7 separate regions of the Mus musculus genome follow, and all the other regions are linked to region 1. The links are chromatin contacts, called in public HiChIP or PLAC-seq and promoter capture Hi-C maps. All regions are on one chromosome and are shown on one strand. Each heading gives the region's core, a stretch centred on a gene start, on an enhancer-like site or on the middle of the called end of the contact. The rest is flanking DNA. Distances are from core to core; before and after follow the strand shown. Region 1 holds the start of S1pr2 (sphingosine-1-phosphate receptor 2). Region 2 holds the start of Epor (erythropoietin receptor). Region 3 holds the start of Ccdc159 (coiled-coil domain containing 159). Region 4 holds the start of Dock6 (dedicator of cytokinesis 6). Region 5 holds the start of Kank2 (KN motif and ankyrin repeat domains 2). Region 6 holds the start of Spc24 (SPC24, NDC80 kinetochore complex component, homolog (S. cerevisiae)). Region 7 overlaps Carm1 (coactivator-associated arginine methyltransferase 1).

Evidence for each region. Promoter capture Hi-C pulls out the DNA fragments that hold promoters and counts their contacts. HiChIP or PLAC-seq counts read pairs in DNA pulled down with a chosen protein or histone mark.
Region 2: a contact with region 1 is called in a promoter capture Hi-C map of liver, with 10 times the contacts expected there. The contact joins the promoter of Epor here to the promoter of S1pr2 in region 1. A contact is called at or near these places in 3 of 39 promoter capture datasets (cranial neural crest, hippocampal neurons and liver).
Region 3: a contact with region 1 is called in a promoter capture Hi-C map of liver, with 6 times the contacts expected there. The contact joins the promoter of Ccdc159 here to the promoter of S1pr2 in region 1. A contact is called at or near these places in 3 of 39 promoter capture datasets (cranial neural crest and liver) and 1 of 9 other capture datasets (liver).
Region 4: a FOXA1 HiChIP or PLAC-seq map of pancreatic cancer cells shows a contact between it and region 1. The contact joins the promoter of Dock6 here to the promoter of S1pr2 in region 1. A contact is called at or near these places in 3 of 39 promoter capture datasets (liver and pre-B cells) and 1 of 115 datasets of contacts at active chromatin or transcription factors (pancreatic cancer cells).
Region 5: a contact with region 1 is called in a promoter capture Hi-C map of liver, with 9 times the contacts expected there. The contact joins the promoter of Kank2 here to the promoter of S1pr2 in region 1. A contact is called at or near these places in 4 of 39 promoter capture datasets (cranial neural crest, liver, maxillary cranial neural crest and 1 more).
Region 6: a contact with region 1 is called in a promoter capture Hi-C map of liver, with 4 times the contacts expected there. The contact joins the promoter of Spc24 here to the promoter of S1pr2 in region 1. A contact is called at or near these places in 3 of 39 promoter capture datasets (liver, pre-B cells and second pharyngeal arch cranial neural crest) and 1 of 9 other capture datasets (liver).
Region 7: a promoter capture Hi-C map of hippocampal neurons shows a contact between it and region 1, with 3 times the contacts expected there. The contact joins the enhancer-like site here to the promoter of S1pr2 in region 1. A contact is called at or near these places in 4 of 39 promoter capture datasets (hippocampal neurons, liver and pre-B cells) and 1 of 9 other capture datasets (liver).

The regions. Positions count from the first base shown.
Region 1 is chr9:20,975,392-20,978,494 of GRCm38.p6, reverse strand. S1pr2 (sphingosine-1-phosphate receptor 2) reads left to right here and starts at 1,702. Exons shown (of 2, transcript NM_010333.4): 1 at 1,702-1,897.
Region 2 is chr9:21,962,071-21,965,173 of GRCm38.p6, reverse strand. It overlaps Epor (erythropoietin receptor), which reads left to right and starts at 1,598. Exons shown (of 8, transcript NM_010149.3): 1 at 1,598-1,857; 2 at 2,838-2,970. The coding sequence starts at 1,743.
Region 3 is chr9:21,926,056-21,929,158 of GRCm38.p6, reverse strand. Ccdc159 (coiled-coil domain containing 159) reads right to left here and starts at 1,688. Exons shown (of 13, transcript NM_025977.3): 1 at 1,431-1,688; 2 at 1-66. The coding sequence starts at 1,441. It overlaps Tmem205 (transmembrane protein 205), which reads left to right and starts at 1,624. Exons shown (of 4, transcript NM_178577.5): 1 at 1,624-1,867; 2 at 2,802-2,910; 3 at 3,005-3,103. The coding sequence starts at 2,811.
Region 4 is chr9:21,851,170-21,854,272 of GRCm38.p6, reverse strand. Dock6 (dedicator of cytokinesis 6) reads left to right here and starts at 1,638. Exons shown (of 50, transcript NM_177030.3): 1 at 1,638-1,728. The coding sequence starts at 1,685.
Region 5 is chr9:21,797,135-21,800,237 of GRCm38.p6, reverse strand. It overlaps Kank2 (KN motif and ankyrin repeat domains 2), which reads left to right and starts at 1,692. Exons shown (of 12, transcript NM_145611.4): 1 at 1,692-1,756. It overlaps Dock6 (dedicator of cytokinesis 6), which reads left to right. Exons shown (of 50, transcript NM_177030.3): 50 at 1-58.
Region 6 is chr9:21,758,677-21,761,779 of GRCm38.p6, reverse strand. Spc24 (SPC24, NDC80 kinetochore complex component, homolog (S. cerevisiae)) reads left to right here and starts at 1,477. Exons shown (of 5, transcript NM_026282.6): 1 at 1,477-1,661. The coding sequence starts at 1,502.
Region 7 is chr9:21,586,330-21,589,432 of GRCm38.p6, reverse strand. It overlaps Carm1 (coactivator-associated arginine methyltransferase 1), which reads right to left. Exons shown (of 16, transcript NM_021531.6): 10 at 2,899-2,988; 11 at 2,395-2,532; 12 at 2,219-2,308; 13 at 2,030-2,142; 14 at 1,848-1,925; 15 at 1,514-1,582; 16 at 1-1,384. The coding sequence ends at 1,245. It overlaps Yipf2 (Yip1 domain family, member 2), which reads left to right. Exons shown (of 8, transcript NM_138303.2): 8 at 1-751. Among named protein-coding and RNA genes, the nearest start is that of Timm29, 4.8 kb to the left of the region's middle. Within about 2 kb of position 1,577, at least 5 of the 459 cell types and tissues checked have an H3K27ac peak or open chromatin away from gene starts, as enhancers often do. A contact at or near this core is called in hippocampal neurons, where this site is marked.

The sequences.
Region 1 (3,103 bases), core at 453-2,952:
GGACTCCCCATCCTCCTGCCTCCACCCACTGAAGTGCAGGGATGCTAGGCTTGCAAACAGTGACCCGCTTACTTATTTATTTTTGGGGTGTTGGAGACAGAACACAGGGCCCTGTGCATGAGAGGAAGTACTGTAACTAACACTGAGCCGCCTGCCTCCATAAACATCTCAATGCCGACATAAGGCACAATGTTAAACACAGCAAGGGAAACACTGTTCGCTCTTAGGGAGCTTATGTTTGGGTGTGCAATTTACACTTTTGTGTGTTTATTTTTTTTTGTTTTTAATTATGTGTAATTGTGGGTATGTGCATGTGTGTACACGGGCCCTTGAGGCTGAAAGGGTCAGATCCCCTGGGGCTGGACTCAGAAGTTGTCAGGTCTGTGGGTGCTGGGACATTCTGTTCTCTGCAAGAGCAGGAAGTGCTCTTGACCATTAGAGGCACCTCTTTAGCGCCTTTTAAAAATTTATTAATTTTAACTTTATACCCATGTGCGTGCATGCACGTGGGTGTGTACATGTACGTGGGTGTGTGCATGTGCCTCAGCAGCAGGCCTTGGAGGTCACAGGACAACTTGCAGGAATTGGTTCTCAATTTCCACCTTGTGGGTCCCAGGCAAGGCCTTACCCACTGACAACTCACAGCCTCCTGGAACTCACTCTGTAGACCAGGCTGGCCTTGAACTCAGAAATTCGCCTGCCTCTGCCTCCCGAGTGCTGGGATTAAAGGCGTGCACCACCACGCCCGGTTTTGTTATTCTTTTTTAAATGCATTTATTATTATTGTACATGTATCAGTGAATGAATGTAGGTGCAGCAATGCCAGTGTGCCCTGTGGAGGTCAGAGGCCAACTTTGCTTCCAGGGACTGACCTCAGGTCAGGCTTCCAGACAAGCCCTTTCCCCTCCCTGCCTAGTGGAGCTGGACAGCTGACCTTCTGTCACTCACTCTAATTTTGGATTTTTTTTTCACCCTGAGTTGTTTGGAGGGAAGGAGCCAACAGGATCATGTGATCCAGATTGGCCTTGAACTCTAAAACAAACCTCCTGCTTCTACTTCACAAGTTTGGAATTAGAGGCCCAAGCCACCATTCCATATTTTTGCAGTGTTGAGGATGCATGCTAGGCAAACACTCAACCACCTGCCTCCACATCCCTGCCTGTTGTTTTTCAGAAAGGGTCTTGAGCAGGCAGTGGCTTAAGGTTGCTAAGAGGACCCTGAACTCCTGATCTTCCCACCTCCCAGGTGGCAGATGCTGGAATGACAGGCATATGTGCCACAAAGCCCAGTTGGATCTGGGAGTTCTTACCAAGTCTTCTGTTTGGGGGGCTGGGTATGATACAGTGTAGGAATTTATTTCTTGTAGAAACACATAGTAGGTGCTTAATCTTGAATTGCTGAGTTCTCACATAGTAGGTAAGTGTGATTTCCTCCATTTCCAGGTCCCAAGCATTAGCCTGGCGCTAAGCCAAATGGAATACAGTTGTTTCAGTACTAGGTCACCTGGGTTAAGAGAGCTGTGACGTCACGCGGCCGTGACATCATGCCACGGCAGTTCTCACGAGTGGGGGTTGGGAGGAGCAGGGCAGGAGTGTGTGTGTGGGGGTGTGGACAAAGGGGCCCTGCTCTTCCCCCGTGCGCGCCCTGGCTAACTGGCGGGCCACATCTGGAATTCATTGCAAGTCGCCGCCGGAAAGAGGAGGAGAGGAGGGCGGGGCGAGCAGGGAGTTGGGGCCGGAGGCAGCGGCTCTGCCCGCCTCTCTCTTGTCCTGGGTCCCCAACTCCGGGACATAGACCGAGCACAGCCAACAGTCTCCAAAACCAACCACTGGCTGTCCCGGGGCGCAGACGCCAAGGCCACTCAGGCCAGGGCAGGGACCCCGGCCGGCCTAGCCAGGTGAGCGCGCGGGGCAGAGGGGAGGTTCCGATCTGGGCGGCCGCGGTTCACGGAGACCCTGAGATCCCAGCTGGGGGGCCCGGTCCGGGGTCAGGCGCTCGTACAGGCGTTGCACGCGCTGCTCCAGGCTCTGCTGCACCGAGGGAACAGATCATCTACCATGCGCCCCTGCCCACTACTCCAGGCAGCTCGCCACCTACTCAGTGGCGCACCCCCAGACTGAGCTCCCCGCCTTCCTTCGGGCAGGAAGTTGGCGCTGAAGAGAAAGGCGGAATCCGAGCGCTTTGAGCTGGAGACTTTGCAAGACTGGATGGGGGTTCTCAGGAAGCAGGGTTTGGGGCAGTGAGGTTGTTGGGGAGAGGTGCAGCATCCCTTCTTCTCTGTCTCCGGCTAGGATGAAAGGTGCTACGGACGAGCGAGCGGGGAAAGCTTTCAGAGTTCATGGGCGGGGTCCCCGGCGAAGGCCGTCGCCCCACCGCCTGTGAGACTAGTTTTTTGCCTCAGTTTCCAGTTAGTTGCCCCTCTCTTTCAGTCTCTCTTTCGGAAGAATCACTTTGTATCGAAGGAAAGGGACATTAACTGCAAAGTCCAGGTGTCTCCTTTTCCTAGCTCAGGGATGGGGCGTAGGAGTGAAGGAAGGCACGCGTGGCGTGGAGTCCGCGTTGTCGCGGGCTACACGGCGTTGGGACCTCGCCCCCCTCTAGAGCATGGGTTGACTCACCCGGGGATTTCCACCTCCCCACCCCCGTCCCTATCCTTGTTGTTAGATGCCCGAGGCGACACCCGCAGAGCCTACTGTCCCCTGCGGGGCAACATGGGAGCATCACTGAGGGGGGGGGAGGGAATGAAGTAGCTGTAGTTACTCTCTCCAGTGCCCCAGGAATCTGGATGTGGGGGGCCTCTGGTGGGGTGCAGAAATGTGGCCACCCCCTGTTGCTTTGTGCAGGATAGGGACATCCTGCGCGCGTGTCGGGGTCTCAGGAGAGAGAGATGGCGCCGCCCCAGCGCAAGCGAGTGTGGATACCACGCATTCCTCGGCCTGATAAGGAGCTGGAGAGTGCTGCCTGAGCCAGGCGGGTCTTACTGTCGCCAAGGAGACGCGCCCGGCTTCAGCTTCCTATAGTGGTAGGGTAGGGGTGCTGCCAGGAGATGTCCCCATGCTTTGCATGCGAACGAGCCCCCCAATTTCAGGCTCTTTCATTCATT
Region 2 (3,103 bases), core at 349-2,848, 990 kb before region 1:
AACCGCTGAGCCATCTCTCCAGCCCAGTCCACCAACTGGGATCCAAACATTCAAATATATGAGCCTATAAAAGCCATTCTCATTTAAACCACTGTATCATAAATGTATGTATATATGAATGTATGTATGTATTCATCTATCTGCCTACCTATCTGTCCATGGGTGTGTCAATGCATGTATGCATATGTGAACATATACATACTTGTATCTGTGTATATGTGTATATCCATATATGTGTCTGTTCATGTATGTATGTATCCATGCATCTACCCATGTATGTATGTATGTACGTACTATGTACTTATGTATGTATATGTATGCATCCACCTATCTCTGTATTTGGGGGGTTCTGGGGATAAACCCAGGGTTTTCCACCTGCTAGGCAAGTGCTGTACCACTACCCGCCATTCAACTTTGTTTTTTTTATTTTTAAGTATAGAAAGCACAGGTCTGGGGCTGGTGAGATGGCTCAGGGGTAAGAGCACCCGACTGCTCTTCCAAAGGTCCGAAGTTCAAATCCCAGCAACCACATGGTAGCTTACAACCACCTGTAACAGAGATCTGATGCCCTCTTCTGGTGCGTCTGAAGACAGCTACAGTGTACTTACATATAATAAATAAATAAGTCTTAAAAAAAAAAAGAAAAGAAAGAAAGCACAGGTCTGTGATCTGAGCACTCAGAAGCTTGGGTCAGGAGGATTGCCACAGTTCCAAGACGGCCTGGGCTATTTAGTGACATCCTGCATGGAAGAAAGCAAGCAATACTGGAGCTGTAGAGTTGGCAGAGCCCTTGCTCAGTAAGGTGAAGCTCTGGGTTCCAGTCCCAGCACCACATAGGTGGTGCATGCCTGTCATCCCAACACCCAGGAAGTGAAAGCAGGAGGACCAGGAGTCTAACATCATCCTTAGTTATTCAGGGAGCTTGATGTCAGCTTGGGATACACTGTCTCCAAAACAATCAGGGCTGGTGAGACGGATGGCTCAGGTGAGCTGGCTCAGCTGGTCAAAGATTTTTCTGCCAATACTGAAGACCTCAGCTTAATACCAGGAGCACAAGGCAGGAGAGAGCTGACTCCCCAAGTTGTTCTGTGCTGTCCACAAGCATCCTGCTGCATTTGTGCATGCACACACATGCACACACACACAAATGTAATTTTAAAAATAGTAAATATTTCATATTCCCAAATCCGTGTAATTCATAAACAGAAAACACCATAGCACGTGTCTGTCACGCTACACAGCCTGATTCCACTCACACACCCAGTTGCTAGTTGTCTTTAGGATTCTTATTTTGAACTGAGCTGGGGAAGAGATACTGGCTGGAGCGAGAGCCTCTCTTCCATCTGTGGCCTGCCGGCTGCACAGCAGGCTGGATTCACAGATGCCCGGACTAGACCTAGACGGTGAAACAACATAAGTCACTTGTCCGTGACCACATTAGCAAAGCCACCCGAAACAAAACTCTGCTGTCTGCCCCACCCCCTACACTGGTTTAGGCAGTGGCTGTGCCCAAGAAGGCCCCTGTTCCCTTGGTGGCTGTAGCTTATCTGTCCCCAGCCTGCAAGCTGGCCCCGCCCCCTGGAAGGAGCTGCCACTTAGAAGCTCCTGGTCAGCTGTGTCCGGCAGCTGCTGCTGACCCAGCTGTGGACTAGGGGAAAGGGGAAAGAGGAAAGGGAAGGAGAGGTGGGGGGGACGAAACAGGGGCGCTGGAGCCCTGAGCTTCCTGAAGCTAGGGCTGCATCATGGACAAACTCAGGGTGCCCCTCTGGCCTCGGGTAGGCCCCCTCTGTCTCCTACTTGCTGGGGCAGCCTGGGCACCTTCACCCAGCCTCCCGGACCCCAAGTTTGAGAGCAAAGGTAAGAACTGTACATGGGCAATGCTGTGGTCTGAATTCCCAGCCCGAGTCCCAGGGGCTAAATGTCCCCTGAACCTCCAGATGGGGTCCTAGGGGCCAAACTGGTGTCTGAACTCGATGAGGCATCTCAGAGTCTCCTCGCCCTGGAGTGATGCTCAGGGCAGAGGCTTAAGATTGGTTGGTTTGTTTGTTTGTTTGTTTGTTTGTTTGTTTGTTTGAAGCAGGATCTCGCTAGACATTCCAGGATGTCCTGGAATTGCTAGGATGAAAGGCATGTGTCACTCGCCTGTACTGTTTCTGGTTTTGAGGCGGCGTCTGTGTAGCCAAAGCTGCCCTCAGACTCATTATGTAATTGAGGTTGAGCTTGAATTCCTGATTCTCCTGCCTCCACCTCCAGTTGCTGGGATGACCTGCAAGAGCCAACACATTCGGCTCTGTTTCGTGTTTTGAGGGAGTCTGGGATATGGTAGAAATGGCAAGGGTAAGGTAGTGCTAGGTCCGCTCTCCTGGGGGAGGGGATCGAGCTCCCAGAGACTGTGAAACAGACCCGCTGCAGACTGTAAACTCAGTTTGGCGGGCGGATGGTGCTAGGTCCTTTGGACGGCTTGCTAGGAGGAGGAAGGGGGCGGGGGACACGGTTGGCGCTATCGGGGGACAGCCGGGTGCCTGCGGGAACCGATAGGAGGCCGAGTTCTCTGCGCTCACACACACCCGCTAGGGCGGGGCGAACAGCGCTCAACTTGCAGGGTGAGTGGGCGTGCGCACGGAGGAGTAGAACAAGGCAGGCGGGGTCGCTACTCTTGGGAGTTCTGAGGCGCCACTTTTGCAAGACCCCTCGAAGGCCCTTTTGGAGAAGAGGGCGGGGCACTAAAATTATCGGATCTGCACAGGCGACAAGAGGGAGGGTAAGGGCACCGTGGAAGGCAGACCTGGGCTTCCCTGATCTCCCCCTCCCCCCGCCATGGCTATCCCCTTTTCTAGCGGCCCTGCTGGCATCCCGGGGCTCCGAAGAACTTCTGTGCTTCACCCAACGCTTGGAAGACTTGGTGTGTTTCTGGGAGGAAGCGGCGAGCTCCGGGATGGACTTCAACTACAGCTTCTCATACCAGCTCGAGTGAGTCCTCAGGACTGGGTGGCCTTAGGAGGGGTGGGTAGAGCAGAGCTTCCTGGATGGGCCTGGAGACTAGGTTAAGGGTGGGAAACTCCGGGAACGGAGGAGGGGATGGGGGTGGTGCGGATGGTGTGGA
Region 3 (3,103 bases), core at 439-2,938, 950 kb before region 1:
GGAGGTGTGCAGAGATGAGAAACACAGTCGTCAGAGTCCCGGGATAGGCCAGCCAAAAGAGAGTCACTGCAAAGGGGGCATGGGAGGAGCTCTGAGCCCACTAACTCCCCATCCTTTTGGTTTTAGCTATGTATTGTTTTGAAACAGTCTCATGTAGCCCAGGCTAGCCTCCAACTCATTATGTAACCAAGAATGATCTTGAACAGCTGATTCTCCATCTTCTACCTCCCCGGTGGCTAGGACGACAGGCGTGTGTCACTGCATCCCGTTTACACAGTGCTGGGGTGGAACCCAGCTGCACGCTAGGCAGGTGCTTTGCCAACTAAGAACCAGCCCCAGACACCTGATCTCTTTAGTGTTTCCCCAAAGAGACTCCTCAGAGATGTTCCAGCCAGAATCTCCTCAGTATTGGCAGAAGTGAAAGTCAGAGGAGAGGTAAACCCAAACGGATGCCCAGTGACCAGCTTAAAGGTGGGAAGAGAAAACCAACTGCGTAAAGTTGTCCTCTGCCGTGCGTGCCATGACACACGCACTCGTAAGACATGTCTCATGCACAACAAGGATAACAAGGCTTTATATTTAAAAAGGGGACAGAAAGTAGTCACATGCCTTTAATCCCAGCACTCAGGAGGCAAAGGCAGGCAAATCTCTCTGAGTTCGAGGCCAGCCTGGTCCACTTAGTGAGTCTCAGTCAAGTCAGGGCAAGAGACCCTGTCACAAAAACCTTAAAAAAAAAAATGGCTTGAGAGTTGGTTTAGCTGCTTTTCCTGAGTACCCAGGTTCAATTCCCAGCACCCATAGGGTGACTCACAACCGTCTGTGTCTCCAGTCCCAGAGGATTTGATGCCCTCTTCTGACCTCTACAGGCACTAGATTCGAAAGCAGTGCCCAGACATATATACAAGCAAATCGTTAATACACATAAAAATTTTTTTAAATCTGAAACAAACAAAACACATAAAGGACAGGATGTGGTAGTTCAGCCCTTTTAATCCCAGAACTCAGGGGGTCCCTGAGTTCCAAGCCAGCCTAGTCTACAAAGCTAGTTCCAGGCCAGCCATGGCTACACAGTGAGAATCTATCTGGGAGGGGAAAAAATTATATATACTATATTGGGCTGCCCTGATTACACAGATTTAGTCCAATGCTTGTAAATGAAATTTGTTCTAGAATGTCACCTGAGGACCACAGATACCCTCGAAGATTAGAGCGGGAAAGGAAAGACACATTTCTGAGCGTCACCACCAGAAGGTCCCCAACCTTGCCTGCCCTCCCCACAACCCCAATTGAATCTTCAGCTGTCCCCTTCTCCAGAAAAATTTTCGAGCTTGGAAGCTTAACCATTGCTATTAGTCCTAACCCCTTGTTCTGTCAATCTAACACCCTTCCAGTCTCCCCATTCTCTTCCATTCCCACCTACTACAGCATACCACCCGTTCATGCTCTCCCATCAGGGACCACGAAGCCAGTCCCCAGCTGTGACGCTGAAGTTTTGATCCCCTGAGGACACCATCGTTGGAAAACGAGGGGAGGCCAAAGGTGGAGTCACAGAGAAGGGCGTGGTCCTCCCATAAGCCACGCCCGTTCACTCCGCTCAGGCGCGGAGCTCATTGGCGCCTGCGCATCTTCGGTGAGACTGGATGAAGTCCGGAGAGGCGAGATGGCCAGTTGATTCCCGCAAGCCAACTGGGCAATCCCTAAGTGGGAGAGTCCAGAGGAGTGAGAGCTGTGATCTCATTGGCTCTGGCTGGGAGGTGGGGCGAGGCCTGCGGGGCGGAAGAAAACCTGGGAAATCTCAGGCAAGCCGGAGCTGCACTGGAGCTGCCACGGTTCTTGGTCCCTACGCCTGAGCTCGTGTGCTCCAACGGTGGGGTCAGATGGGGCTCCGGGGGTGTTTTGGGATGTTCTTAGAATATCTCGGGTTCCGGATGAGGGCTCTTAGATGTCTGCAGAGCTAGGGTAATCCCTGAAAACCTAAGTATGTGAACTTGAGCTGCTGGGATTCAAGCTTTTGGGGTGCAGTGGACATTGTGGTTTAGAGAGAGTCTTTTGTTCTAGAATTTTGGTTTTGAGACAAGGTCTCATGTATCTCTGGTTGGCTTCCAACTCCTGCCCCTCCTGTTTCTACTTTTGTGCTGGAATGACAGACTAGAACCAGAACCTGTTTTATGCAGAACTGGAGACGGAACGCGAGGCTTCCTGCACGTGAGGCAAACGCTCTGCCCGCTGAGCCATTTGCTCAGCTGGACCTGAGATGTTTGCTTGCTTCCTTATTTTGAGAGAGTCTCACAGTATGTCAGGCAGTCCTCAAACTCAGTGATTTTCCTGCATCACCCTCTGATATGTTGGGGTTACAACTGTGAATCACCAGGCCAGTTTCTACGTCTTTAAAGGCTTTTTGGAATTGAGGAATCTTTTTCTAACTTTGAGCTAGAAAAGTGGCAACTCCCCTGTCTCCGTCTTCCAAGTGTTGGGGATTTACAGGTACAAGCCTTCATGTTGGGTGATATTATTTACTTATTATTATTACTATTATTTTGCAAGTATGGAGGATAGCATGTAAGGCCAGCACCAACAAAGTCCCTGACCGCAAAGCCACGATTCCAGCCCCAAGCCTGAGCCCAGATCGACTGGTTGGGCTTGAGATTGTCTAGGGTCTACTTTGGGTCTTCCAACTGCCATTTCCAGGCTGTTTTCTCTCATCTTTGCACCAGTGTGAGGCTGGCCCTATGCACTCTCTGCCAAGGCCTCAAAGCTCGGGGGTCGAAGGTTAAGCTGAGTCACCACTGTTTCCTTCCCAGGGCTGCAGAATGGAAAAAGGAGAGGACCCGGGAAGTCTGATTAAAGTCATCCACTTGCTGGTCTTGTCTGGTGCCTGGGGCATGCAGGTGTGGGTGACCTTTATCTCAGGTAGGGACCCTCCAACCTGTTATTTAGAGTGAGGACTGAGTAGGAGGGGGACCCGGAAGCAACCTAACGGTGTTTGTGGCCCTCCACCTCCCAGGCTTCCTGCTTTTTCGGAGCCTCCCGCGGCACACATTTGGACTGGTGCAGAGCAAGGTCTTCCCAGTCTATTTTCACGTCTCCTTGGGCTGTGCCTTCA
Region 4 (3,103 bases), core at 389-2,888, 880 kb before region 1:
AGTAACACTGAGTGTGGCCCAGCACAGTCGTGGGTGGAGTTATATTCTGCATCTCCCAGGCAGAAGCCACTGGACCACGCTGAGTAGGTGCGTGGGCTCCTGACAGCTGTGTACACAGATCAAGAGCAGATGGATACCTAGGGGGTTCCCCTACCATCTAGGTCTCCTTCCTGTGCCTTCAGAAGCTGATACAGATTTGCTGGGCAACTGGGGCAAGTCACCCTGCCCTCTGGCTCCAATTTCATCCTCTGTAGATGGGGCTCCTGCTAGCATCCATCCATAGGTGGGATAACGAGCAGCACTCAAAAAAGCTCTGAGGCAGACATGTCCTGTGCTGCACAGCTGCCTACCCTACCAAGACTGTTTTGACCGTGACTGCTCAGAGGGCTGAAGCTACTCAGGAGAAGGTGTGGAGGCAGCAGACAATTGGCATATCCAAAGATGAGCCAGGACTGAAAAAATTCTAGGAAACTGTTATTGGGAAAGGAGCTGTTGGGAAGATATTTAAGGCCACAAATTAATGAAGACATCCTACAACTTCAGGTAATCAGAAACTTCCGGACTGGCTCGCTCAGGTATCGATACTGGCTTTCTGAGTCACACCTCCTAGAGTGACACCCCTGAGCTTAGCTGGACTCATCCACCTCTCTACTGCAACCCAGAGACTGGCAGGAAGTCCCTTGAGCACCTTTTGAGGCCTACTATGTAAAAGCCTCCACACTGCTAGGCTTCAGTTAACCCACTTGTCAGTAGTGGAAAACAACAGTTCTTCCCACCTATGTCCATTGAGCGACTATAAACAAAACCTTAGTAATTATTGTGTGACATTGATGTTGTTTTTTAGGCAGCGTGCCTCCGGGACTAGTGAGGACCTAACTTTTTTGTTTGTTTGTTTGTTTTGTTTTGTGTTGTTTTTTCGAGACAGGGTTTCTCTGTGTAGCCCTGGCTGTCTTGGAACTCACTCTGTAGACCAGGCTGGCCTCGAACTCAGAAATTAGCCTGCCTCTGCCTCCTAAGTGCTGGGATTAAAGGCATGAGCCACCACTGCCCGGCTGACCTAACAGGTTTTGATGTTCCGTATTTTTTCTTCCCAGCCCAACAGAAGACTCAGTTTCCCCATCTTGACCCCAGTGGGAGGGGAACACTCCCTTCCATGCCCTGCCCCTGCTCCACACCCACCCCATGCCCTGCTCTGCCTGGTCCCCAGCTCCCTAGCCCATCGCAGAGATGAGCCACTCACAACGTCCCGCCCATCAAGGACCGTCCCTCATAAGCCACGCCCACAAAGATCCTCATCTCTCCAGCCTTGTCCCGGTCCCTATCCTAGAGCAGCGACATCCCAGATCACAGCCTGCTCCATCCTCCTGTCAGCGCTGTCTCCTCCCCATCCCCAGTATTTCTGTCCCACTCTCAATGCTGGCCCCACGGCATCCCAGAAAAGGCTCCGCCCTATCTAGGGAAAGCCCCGCCCCCTCCAGAGAAGGCTCCTCCCCATCCTAGAGTTGGCCCGGCCTCGCCACCACGCCCCGAGAAGACCCCGCGTCATTCCCGTCTTGGTTCCGCGGCTGGGGCGGGTCGAAGTGCAGGCCCCGCCCCATCAGCACAGGCCCCGCCTCTCCCGCGCGCCTGCTCCGCCCAGCCCGGCTGCCCAGACTCGGGAGGCTGCGGCGGGACGCGGGGCGTCATGGCGGCCTCGGAGCGCCGCGCCTTCGCTCACAAGATCAACAGGTAGTGAGAGCGGCCGCGGTCACGGCCACTCTGGGCGGGACGGGCGAGTGCTGGAGATGGCGGGCAGCGGGGGCGTGCCGGGCTCCCCGAGGACTTCCCGGAGGAGGAAGCGCATCCCGGGTCCGTGCGGGCCGGGCTCCGAGAGTGCTAGGCTGCATTCGGACCCTCTTGCCGTCCTTCCCTTCACCAGCCTGGGGAAATTCGCACCCCTCCCCCGCCCAGGGTCCCGGGACCCAGCTGTCTGGAGCTGGGGACAGCTGGGGATAGCCCCTCAGTCTCCTGCCCCAGCCTCTCCCAGCACCGGCTGGGCGTGGGAGGGGGCCGAGGGGGCTGGGGACTGAACCAGCTGGTGGGCAGACAGGGGAGGGACAGGCAACAGATGCTGGGGGATCCCCTTCCATGGACACTGGATTGTGAGAGAGGCTCAAATCTGGGGTAGGTTAGAAATCATCCCAGGTAAATCATCCCAGGTATCCGATCCTCTGGAGACCTGTCTGACCACCTTAGGTGAGAGAAGCCACTCTGTGGGTCCCACCCTGATGGAGACACAAGAAAGTTGCCCCATTCTTGGATTTCGCTCTGGTGGGACAAACATAGATGTGTCCGTGGTATGGTGTGGATGCATAAGACAGGAAAGGGAGGATAGGGTCTCAATGGTAGGCCAGGTAGAGTTAAGCACAGACCTAAAGGAGCGAAGGAAGAGATCTGCCCATCATCCAGGAAAGAAGCAAATGCAAAGGCCCTGGGGCCACAGAGGGACCAATAGGAATAGATTTTATAGGGCCTACGCCTTGTAGGCCAGAAGGACTTTGACTGTGACCCCAAGTGAAGTGAGAGCCACAGAGAGTTCTGGATAGAGGAGGGTTGTGATCTGGGGCAGAGCAGTTGGGCAGTTTTCTGTTTGTTGTCTTGCCTCCTAAGTCCTTATGCCTTTAGCTCAGGTGGGAAAGATGTGCAGAATGATCCTGGGCCTTGATGTAGTGAGGGAGCCCAAGATTTCCCAAGCAGCCTGGTAGATAAATAGATGCTTCTGCACATTCACCTACCTATTGAGTTCTCCCACAACCCCAGATGAACCTGCAACTGAATGGAGTCTTGGTTTTACTTTGTTGTGTTTTGTTAGTCTGGGATGGGGTCACGTAGCCCATGCTGACCTCAGATGCACTATGTAGCCAAGACCGGCCATGAACTCCTGGCCCCCCCTGCCACACTCAGTTTCCATGGTAACCACATCTACAGCACCTTGCTTTTGTGTTTGCTTTATTTTGAGAAAGGTTCTCACCCTATCCTAGCATTCACTTACTGTGTGTACATGTGTATACCACTCTCGTTGTGTGTGTGTGTGTGTGTGTGTGTGTGACAGGATGCTTGTAGG
Region 5 (3,103 bases), core at 443-2,942, 820 kb before region 1:
GATGGATTCTAAATTTTGTTTTTGTTTGTTTTTAATTTAAAGTGAGTTTTATATACAACCTGTGTGGTGTGCTGACAGTTGACATGGCCCCTGCCCTGGGGGCAGTGACGTTCATTCAGTGGGAGAAGAGAACACACTCACATTGTAACATGGCCATGGGAAAGAGTGTTTCCTGTGTGCGAGGTCACGTGTGTCCACCTGTGGTGAGGGTTTGCGTGTGCAAGCGTGTGATGTACGAGTATTCCTCAGTCTCTCCACTTTTTGTTTTGTGTTTACTTTGCTTCCCAGCCTGGCCTTGAACTCACAAAGACCCATCCACCTCAGCCTCAGCCTTTTCTACTAAGTGCTGGGATTAAATGGTTTATCATTTTTAATTGTATTTTTTTCTCCTCTTTCTCTCTTTCTGTCTGTCTGTATGTTTGTGGGTGCATGGGTGCCATGACACACATGTGGAGTCAGAGGACAGTTTGCAGAACTCAGTTCTCCCCTTCCACTGTATAGATCGCAGGCATTGAGCTTTCAGGCTTGCAGCAGGCACCTTCGTCTTGACATCTGACGAGCCTCCCCTTGGTCATCCACTTATTTTTTGAGACAGGTCTCATTGAACCTGGAGTTCATAGATGCAGCTAGGTTCACTGGCTGGTAAGCCCCAGCCATAGAGATCTGCCCAGCCCCCAGAATTCGGCTTACAGGTAAACTTGTGGGCCCAACTCTTATGTAGATGCTGGAGTTCGAACTCAGATCCTAGTTCACACCGGCAGGCAGTTTACCCACTGAGACATCCACCTGTCACGTGTGCTAAGCAGAGGCTTCCAGGAAGCTATATTTTTCCTCTTTCCTCCCCTTCCCTTCCTCTCTCTTTCTTTCTTTCTTCCTTTCTTTCTTTCCTGTTGTTTTGTCTTTAGTTTGTTTATTTTGAGACAGTCTCTCCTGGCTCAGAATTACTGGAGTAGAAGGTGACCTCTCTAGTACTTGATCGCCCTGGCTCCACATCTTTCATGTGCTGGGACTACAGGTGTGCAGTCCCGCTGTGAGAGTGGCTTCAGAAAGTCCAGTGCAAACAGAAGTTCATCTCTGGACTAGGGTGTAGTTTAGAGGCAGAGTGATTAGCATTCAGAGTCCTGGGGTCCATCCCCAACCTCACAAAATCAATAAACCACGCCCTGTGATTTGTGTCAGCCCAAGAGTAGTATGAAGGGAATTTTCTGAACACACTTAACAGATGGGTCATGTGATTGACCCCATTTTGCTGATGGGGAAACTGAGGCACAACTTCAATTTCAGGAGATTGGGGTGTGGGTGCTGCAATCTTAGAGTTTGGGTCGGCGGTCACGCCATGGTGCACCCGGCCTGCAGCTGGAAGACTTCCAGCTGCTGGCGGCCAACGGGGGAGGGGTGACCTCCAGTCGCCGCTACCGCACCCGCCCTCGAGCTGGGCTGCGGCCAGCTCCGCCCCCTGCAGCGTCCAGCTGCGAAGGGCGGGCACCAGGCTTGGAGAAGCGGGGACCCTGTCCGGAGGGCTGGTGGCCAGGAGCCGACTGAGACCCTAGGACGTGCTCAGGCCGCAGCGAGAGCGCGTGCACCCCCACGACCACCCTTCAACTTCGCCCCCAGGCCCCGCGGCCGAGGCGCCCGGGAGACTGGAGGGGCGTGGCTTTCTGGTGGGGGCGTGGCTACCGCGCTGGCTCCGCAAGCTTGCGGCGACTGAGGCGGAGCGGGCAGGACGCCTGGGACGGCGGAGGCTCGAGCGTGCCAGGCGAGTGGGACGGAGGGCTGATCGGGGTGGCGTGGGGTCCGGGCTACTCTAGGGGCACTATCAGGATTTCTAACCCACCTCCAACCCGAGGCTACAAGCTCGCACACTCTCTCTTAGCTGGTCCCTCTCAAGTCTTAACATCTGCGCCCAAACTTTGCAAACCGGAGCGTCTGGGTCCCCGCGCTCCTCTCCCCTCCCCAGCCCTGACCTGGGCCCTGCTTCCCTTGCCCCTAGCCCACCTCTATGCCTTTATCATTCCCTGCCTCTCTTCCTCTGCTCCGCCACTCTCGTCTAGCTCTGTCCCCTAACCTTCCCAGGTCCCCGCTCTCGCAGCTCCGGGTGGCCGGACCAGGCCCCTCAGCGGCGGGAAGGCATCCGGGCGTCCGGCCGGGCTGGGCCTGGCTGCTGGGCGGGTGTGGGGATCAGCAGATGTTTGCCATTAGACTGGGACCCCGCAGGCCCCGCCCCCTCCCCGCCCGGGGCGGGGTCCTCCTCACCCCCAACTTTAGGGGCGGAGGGAGCGCGGCAGGAAAACCCCCAGATCCCAGATTCACCCAGGCTGGTGGTGGGGGGGGGTGCACTCTGGGGAGACCCTGTGGCCCTTTCCTGGAAACTCCCACCTGTTGATTCTTCCAGCCTCCTTCCGCCTCTCTCATCCCGGGATCTTGTGGAGAGAGGGGCCTCCTCCGACTCCCGCCACGGAGTTACCAGCCTGAGGTTAGATAACGAGACCCGTAGACCTCCATCGCTCCATCTGGAGAGTAAGATGTATAGGGTCTAGGGGTGCTTTGGGCGAATCTGCCCCGTTTTAGGTTCAAGTCAGAGATCTGCCTGCCTCCGCCTCCCAAGTGCTGGGATTAAAGGCATGTGAGGCTACACTCAGCTTGCAAGATCTTTTTCCAAAAACATAAGCATGGCTGGGGATGGAGAACGTGGGCCTAGCATGTATGAAACCGGGGGTTCCACCCCAGAATGTATGGTGTGGTGTGGTGTAGCCAGCCACGCCAGCACTTATGAGGTGCAGGCTGGAGGATCAGGATTTCAGGGTCATCCCCAGCCACATAGTGAGTTTGAGGCCAGCCTGGGCTACAGGAAACTGCCTTAAATAACCAAACAAAACGGTGTGGTAATTATTCATTATTCATTCCACCTCAGTGCCCCTAGCCCAGGCTACCCCAATTCTGCTCCCTACTTCTGTGTCTCTCTTAAGTCCTCAGAAAATATTTTGGACTAACTTCCTGTCCTTGGAGGTTCTGAGGCTCCAGGCAGATGCAGAGCCAATTTTATCTACAACTGGTAACTGCATTTCAGGTGTTCATGCCAGCAAAGTGAGGGCAGAGACGTGAG
Region 6 (3,103 bases), core at 228-2,727, 780 kb before region 1:
CTGGGCAGTGGTGGCACACACCTTTAATCCCAGCACTTGGGAGGCAGAGGCAGGCAGGTTCTGAGTTCGAGGCCAGCCTGGTCTACAATGTTAGTTCCAGGACAGCCAGGGCTATACAGAGAAACCCTGTCTCAAACCCCCCCCCCAAAAAAAAAAAAAAAAAGACATTGGATCTCACTACAGATGGTTGTGAGCCACCATGTGGTTGCTGGAAATTGAACTCAGAACCTCTGGGAAAGCAGTGAGTGAGTGCTCTTAACCGCTGAGCCATCTCTCCAGCTCTGGGGTATAGGTATTTAAGGAGACAGGGTTCACTTTGTAGTTCAGGCTGGTCTGGAATTCACTCAGCACTCTGGAGTCCCATGAATGGCAATTCCTCTTCCTTAGGCTCCTGATTCCTGAGCCACCATGCTCAGCTTCGGGGTTCACTGCTCTTGTTGCCCAGGCTGGCCTGGAATTTACCTCCATCCTCAAGCTCCCATCACCTGAGTGCTACATGCTAGATACATGCTAGACTCCTACTTAAAGATTTTATTTTATTTTATTTTTGAGACAAGGTCTCTATATAATCCTGGCTCTCCTGGAGCTTTATTTGTAGACCAGGCTGGCCTCAAACTCTGGGATCTGCCTGCCTCTGCCTTCCCAGAACATTGGATGCTCTTGTAGAGAACCAGGGTTTGGCTCCCAGCACCACATGATGGCTCACAACCATCCATATCTAGCTCCAAGTGGTCAGATGCCCTTTTATGACCTCTGCTGACACATACATACATGTAGGCAAAACGTTTACCCATACACATTAAAGAAAGAGAAATAAGCCTAAAAAATAGAGACTGGTGAATGATTGTGGTGGCATGTTCCTATAATCCAACCACTAGGAGGCAGAGGTAGATGGATCTCTAACAAAGAGCTCCTGGACAGCCAGTTCTACATAGTCTCAACATCTCACAGCTCACACATCCCAACCCCCGCCAAGAAAAAAATAAACCCAATGAATCCCAGTTTTATGTATAATTAATATATTCCTAAAGTAAACTAAAAAAAAAAAACAAGCAAAAATAATAAACCATCCGTTACATTGCCCTTCAAGCAGCGACTGATACCTGCAAATTTCTCTAAGAGTCGCGCAGCTTTCCAGTTTACGCATGCGCAACAGACTCCTAACGCCCTGGACTCTCCCCGGAGTTCATAGCCCGACAATCGACGCACGCGTACCAGGCCAATCGCAAACTGGCCACGTGTGACACGCCCCCCCCCCGCGCCGCCGCCCCCCCCCCTCCCCCGCCTACGATGATTGATCCTCACACCTGAGTGACAGAAGAAATTTCGCACAGGATCTCCACAAAATGGCCGCTCCTTCCGAAGCGCTCTGTCCCCTCGCTGATTGAGTCCTGCAGGAGACGGACGTAGGAACGATCCAATGAGACTTATGCGCTCTGGGGAGGGGGCGGGGCCCGTGGTGAGACGAATTTGCGCGGGTTCGGACTCGGCGCGATCAGTCATGGCGGCTTTCCGCGACATGGTGGAGGTGAGCAACTGGCTACTGAGCCTGCTGGGGGCCAACCGCGCCGAGGCGCAGCAGCGGCGGCTGCTCGGGAGCTACGAGCAGATGATGGAGCGGCTGCTGGAGATGCAGGACGGCGCCTACCGGCAGCTTCGGGGTGAGGGCCGGTCCCCTGCGCCCCAGCCCCGGGGGACTTCTCGGGGGGAGCTGGTACTCCTGGGCCTCAGTTTCCCCATCTGACAATTGCCATGGCTCAGAGGCGTCCAGATAAGTGTCATAGCTCACAATGCGCGACTCTATACGATCGTACTTCGTAGCTCAGGCGCCTTTGGAAGTCTTTATGATCCAGCCCCCACCTCCACTCCTGCTCGCCGTTCTTGAGGGTCTTCCGAGGGAGAGCAGTCACACCCGAGCCTTGATTTCTCCACCGGTGAAACCGTTGTCATGACAACGGTTGTCATCTAGGGACTTAAGCGTAATTAAATATAGAGTTAGCAGGGCACGACCCTTTATTAACTTTCCAGGACTCAGGCTTAAATGTAGCTCTGACTAGTAGAGAACTACTTAGCTGAGAAATTCAAAGAACCTTTCAGCTCCTCAGTGCCTTGGTCACAGGTGTGAGCAATCTCCCATCTCAGTGTCCTTCCCTGTCAAAGGTTTGTTTGAACTTTGTTTTGTTTTGTTTCAAGACAGGGTTTCTCTGTGTAGCCCTGGCTGTCCTGGAACTCACTCTGTAGACCAGGCTGGTCTCGAATTCAAATCCGCCTGCCTCTGCCTCCCAAGTGCTGGGATTTAAGGCATGCGCCACCACGTCCGGCCCTGGGAACATTTTTTAAAGTTTCGTGCCTTCCCAATAGACTTGTGAACAGAGCCTGCCGTGAGCTGGACCTCGGGTGACAGCAGGGAAGGAGTCCCTTGGTGGCTGGCATCCTACTGGAGAGGAGACAGGATAACATTTGTACTGCAGTGATGGGCTGAGGAGACAAATGCTTTCTATCATTAGGAGGGGTAACATGGGCGGGACTGGGGAGGGGTTTCTGCAAAGATATTGGGGGAAACCTGAAACTGTTGAGGGGGCAGGGATACACTTGACTGGCATGCATGAAACCCTGGGTTCCATGCCAGGCATGGCAGAATGGGCCTGTCAGACCAGTGTTCCAGAGACAAGCAGGAGGGTCAGGAATGGAAGGCTGGAAGGAATTCAAAGCAGCCTGATTGACAGAAGACCAAAAGTAAAATGAGAAGTTTTATCTCTGAGATTGTAGCTCAGAGAGAACACATGTGGCTACAGGAGGCCTTGGGAGCAAGCAGTAGTAATGAAGTAAAAACCTGAGGGCTGGCAGGATGGTTCACTGGGTAGAGACACTTGGTGCCTACCTGACGATGTTAAGTTTGATTCCTGGGAGCCAGGTGGTAGAACTGACCCCTGCAGCTTGTCCTCTGACCTCCACACGCAAACCTGCTGTTTCTTCTTTGAATGAGTCATTAGCGGCTTGAACATGTGCTCTTAGAATTTGGGAGACCGAAGCAGGAGGCTGCTGAGAATTCAAGGCTAACCTCAGTTACATAATTAGCTACAGAGAAACCCTCTGTCACCCT
Region 7 (3,103 bases), core at 328-2,827, 610 kb before region 1:
AAAGGTGATCCAGAGAATTTATATAAAGGTGGGGGAGGGGCAGCCGAGCAAGGAGTATTACTGATGGACAGGAGAGAGCCTGGTTCCCAGCTGCCTGAGGGCCCTCTGATTCCCTGACAGGTCAGGAGGGTGGCACAGAGCAGCTCCAGCCTTTGCCAAGGGGTTCCTGTGGCAGGCTGTGGCCATTGAGGTGGGGACTCTAGGGTAAGGGAATAGGGGAAACTGCCTGTGCTTATTAATCACCCTTCCTTCTTTGCTTTTCTTCTTGTCTGGGGAGGTCCCTGCGAGGCTCCTTCCCAGGGTTGCTGTCTTGAGAGGATTAAGTAGAACATGAATGTGAACGCAACACACAGGCCTATGTTAGCTATCAGGAGAGGACGCCTTCCTTGTGTGTGTGTGACAGATCTTTGAGGTTTCTTGTCTGCCCCAGTAGCCCAGGGTGACACACTCTGGGCTGCCTGTTCAAGCTTTTGATGGAGGGGGGCCTTCAGGGCTCAGGACAGGACAGTAGCAGAAAGTAGGGACTAGGCCTTTGGACAGCTGGGTGGTTTGTACATTCAAGTTTGAGGTGAACCCTTTGGTGGGAGGGGGCTGTGCCCACTCTGAAGGCTTGACAGGGCCACCCCTCACCTAGAACCTCTGGGCCTAGGAACAGGGGCTGCTGGCTTGGCCCGGCCAGCCGGGTTTCTCAGAGGGTCTGTGGGTTGACACTGGTTCTTTTCGTAAAAAAATAAAATTAAAAAAAGCAGCATGTCACGCCCATGGTGACCATGTGGCCTGGTAGTTGAAGGAGAGGTCCAGCTGGCTGTGCTGCCACCCCAGGTGAGGGGAGGTGCAAGGACGGGTTGTGGGGTGGGTGCTGCCAGGTCTGTGGTGGCAGCTGCTGGCCTCCTCCTGCCTGGTCAGGTGCAGCTGTGGGGGTTGGGGGAGGACTTGCCTCTTCCAGCAGATGTCAAAGCCAGGTCAGAGTGGAGAGTACAGAACAGGATGAGGGCTGCCCCAACAGGATCTCATGTAAAGTATGGCAGCAACACGCGCTCGGGACCAAAGGTTGGGCTGGGGGTACTTGAGGGCAGCGGCGACATCGTGTACAAAATTGTCCAAGTTCCCATAGCAAAGAGGGCTGTGACCGGGTGTTCACACTTCTCCAGAACAAGGGGGAACAGCCACTGGCTGTGCCGGGCCTGGACTTGATTTGGTTTCCTGGTGCTGTCAGTGCGCAGTGCTGTCGCGGCTGGAGGCACCTAACTCCCATAGTGCATGGTGTTGGTCGGGATGGACATGGGCGAGGCCATAGAGATGGCAGGGCCACCCATGGTGAACTGGTTGTTGACTGCATAGTGGGCACTGGAGCTACCGCCGCCTCCCTGGGCACCTGAGGAGCCTGTAGGGCAGGTCACGGGCACTGAGGAGCCAGCATGACCCCTGAGCCTGCCTGGCCCCCACTGGTAGCTTGAACGTGTGCGCAGGCCAGGCGGAACGTCCCCCGCCCACGGCCCCACTACCCTGTTACCTTGGACAATGCCCGTGCTCATTATGGAGCCCATCCGGGAGTGGGTGTGATTGACAATCCCTGTGTTAGCTGCGTAGCGACAGGGAGGAAAGAGGGAGGGAGGCAGATGTCACCGCCCCCAGCCTGCCCTGCCCACTCCACTCATGGATGGTGTAGGGAAGGGCAGGTGGAGTGGTGATAAAAGTAGAGAGGCACACAGGGCTAGAGTCCCCAGGAAGAAGAAGAAGTGACCATGACAGCGACAGTGGTGGCAGAGAACCAAGCACTGGTTTAACTGGCCACTGGCACATCCCAGTCCTCCCCTGCCATGCCATAGATCCCAGGGGACACTCACCTAAGGGAATCAGGTTGTTGTGACCCACACTGGAGCCGCCGGCAATAACACTGCTCAGGTCGTAGGCAGTAGGCATTCCTAACCAGAGAGTAGGTGTCAGGGGTGGGGCAGGCTCTGGGAATTGGGGTCCAGGCTGCCACCAAGGGCCTCCAGCCATGTCTGGAAATAACAGTCAGACTCACCAGCCACAGCCACCCCGCTGCTGAGATTATAGGTGCTTCCTGTGTTCCACATATTCTCCGAGGGAGACGTGTAGTGTGAGCCAGGTGGGGGTGATGGGGTTGTACCTGTGTACCTGTGGCAGAGATTAACTGTGGGCAGGCAGGGCTGTGGGACTCCAGGTGCCCTCTCCCGCTGAAACCCTGTACTACCTGAAGAAGGGGTTCTTTAGATCCAGCAGGTTACTGGACTTGGAGCCTGTCTGGTCCACCTGTGCCACAATACTGATGTCATAGCTCTGTCTGGGGGAATAGAAAGGATGGCTGTGAGGCAGCTGGGCTGGTAGAACCCTGTGCCTATCCAGCCCTAGATGGGTGGCAGGGTGCACCTTTTGTTGGCAATAAGCAGACATGTCCCTGAGAGCGTGTCCCCGGCCTTGGCAAACAACGGTGACTGGAAGAGGCACCGGACCTGGTACCAGTGGGTCAGGGGCTCTGTTGGGGCTGTGGATAGCCACACGGTCATTCTGTCAAGAAGAGATGGATGCACTTCACTGGGTTGGCACCACCACTTGTGCCACTATCCCACATACCTTGATATCATTCCCAAGGGCCTTCCCTGAATGGTCCTTTGGGGTCTCCGGGCTAAGACTGGCTGGACTCTAGAAGCACAGCCAACCCATGGCCATCGGGTCCCTACTCACCCTGACACCCATGTACTGAGACAAATGCACTTAAGGGACAGGCATTCAGGGTAGCTGCTGGGGAAATGACAACCACACCCCTCCCCCATGGTTCTTCCTGGGGTTTAGATGAGAAGAACCTAAGGAATTATGACAATAGCCAAGCCTAGAGGCCATAGGTGCAAGGAGTGTCAGCAGTGCCATACTTACATGGAGCCAATGAAAGCAACATCGAACCAGAAGGCCAAGCCATGGACTAGCCCTGAATGCAGCATGTGGAATTTGAATGGGATTTCTATCCTGCAAGGCAAAGGGCATATGGGGTTGCTCTAGAAGCCACACCTGACAGTAAGGAGAGTGGGAGAGATAGCTGGGGGGGGGGGGGGAGAGAACAGGGGCTGGCCACGAGTGACCA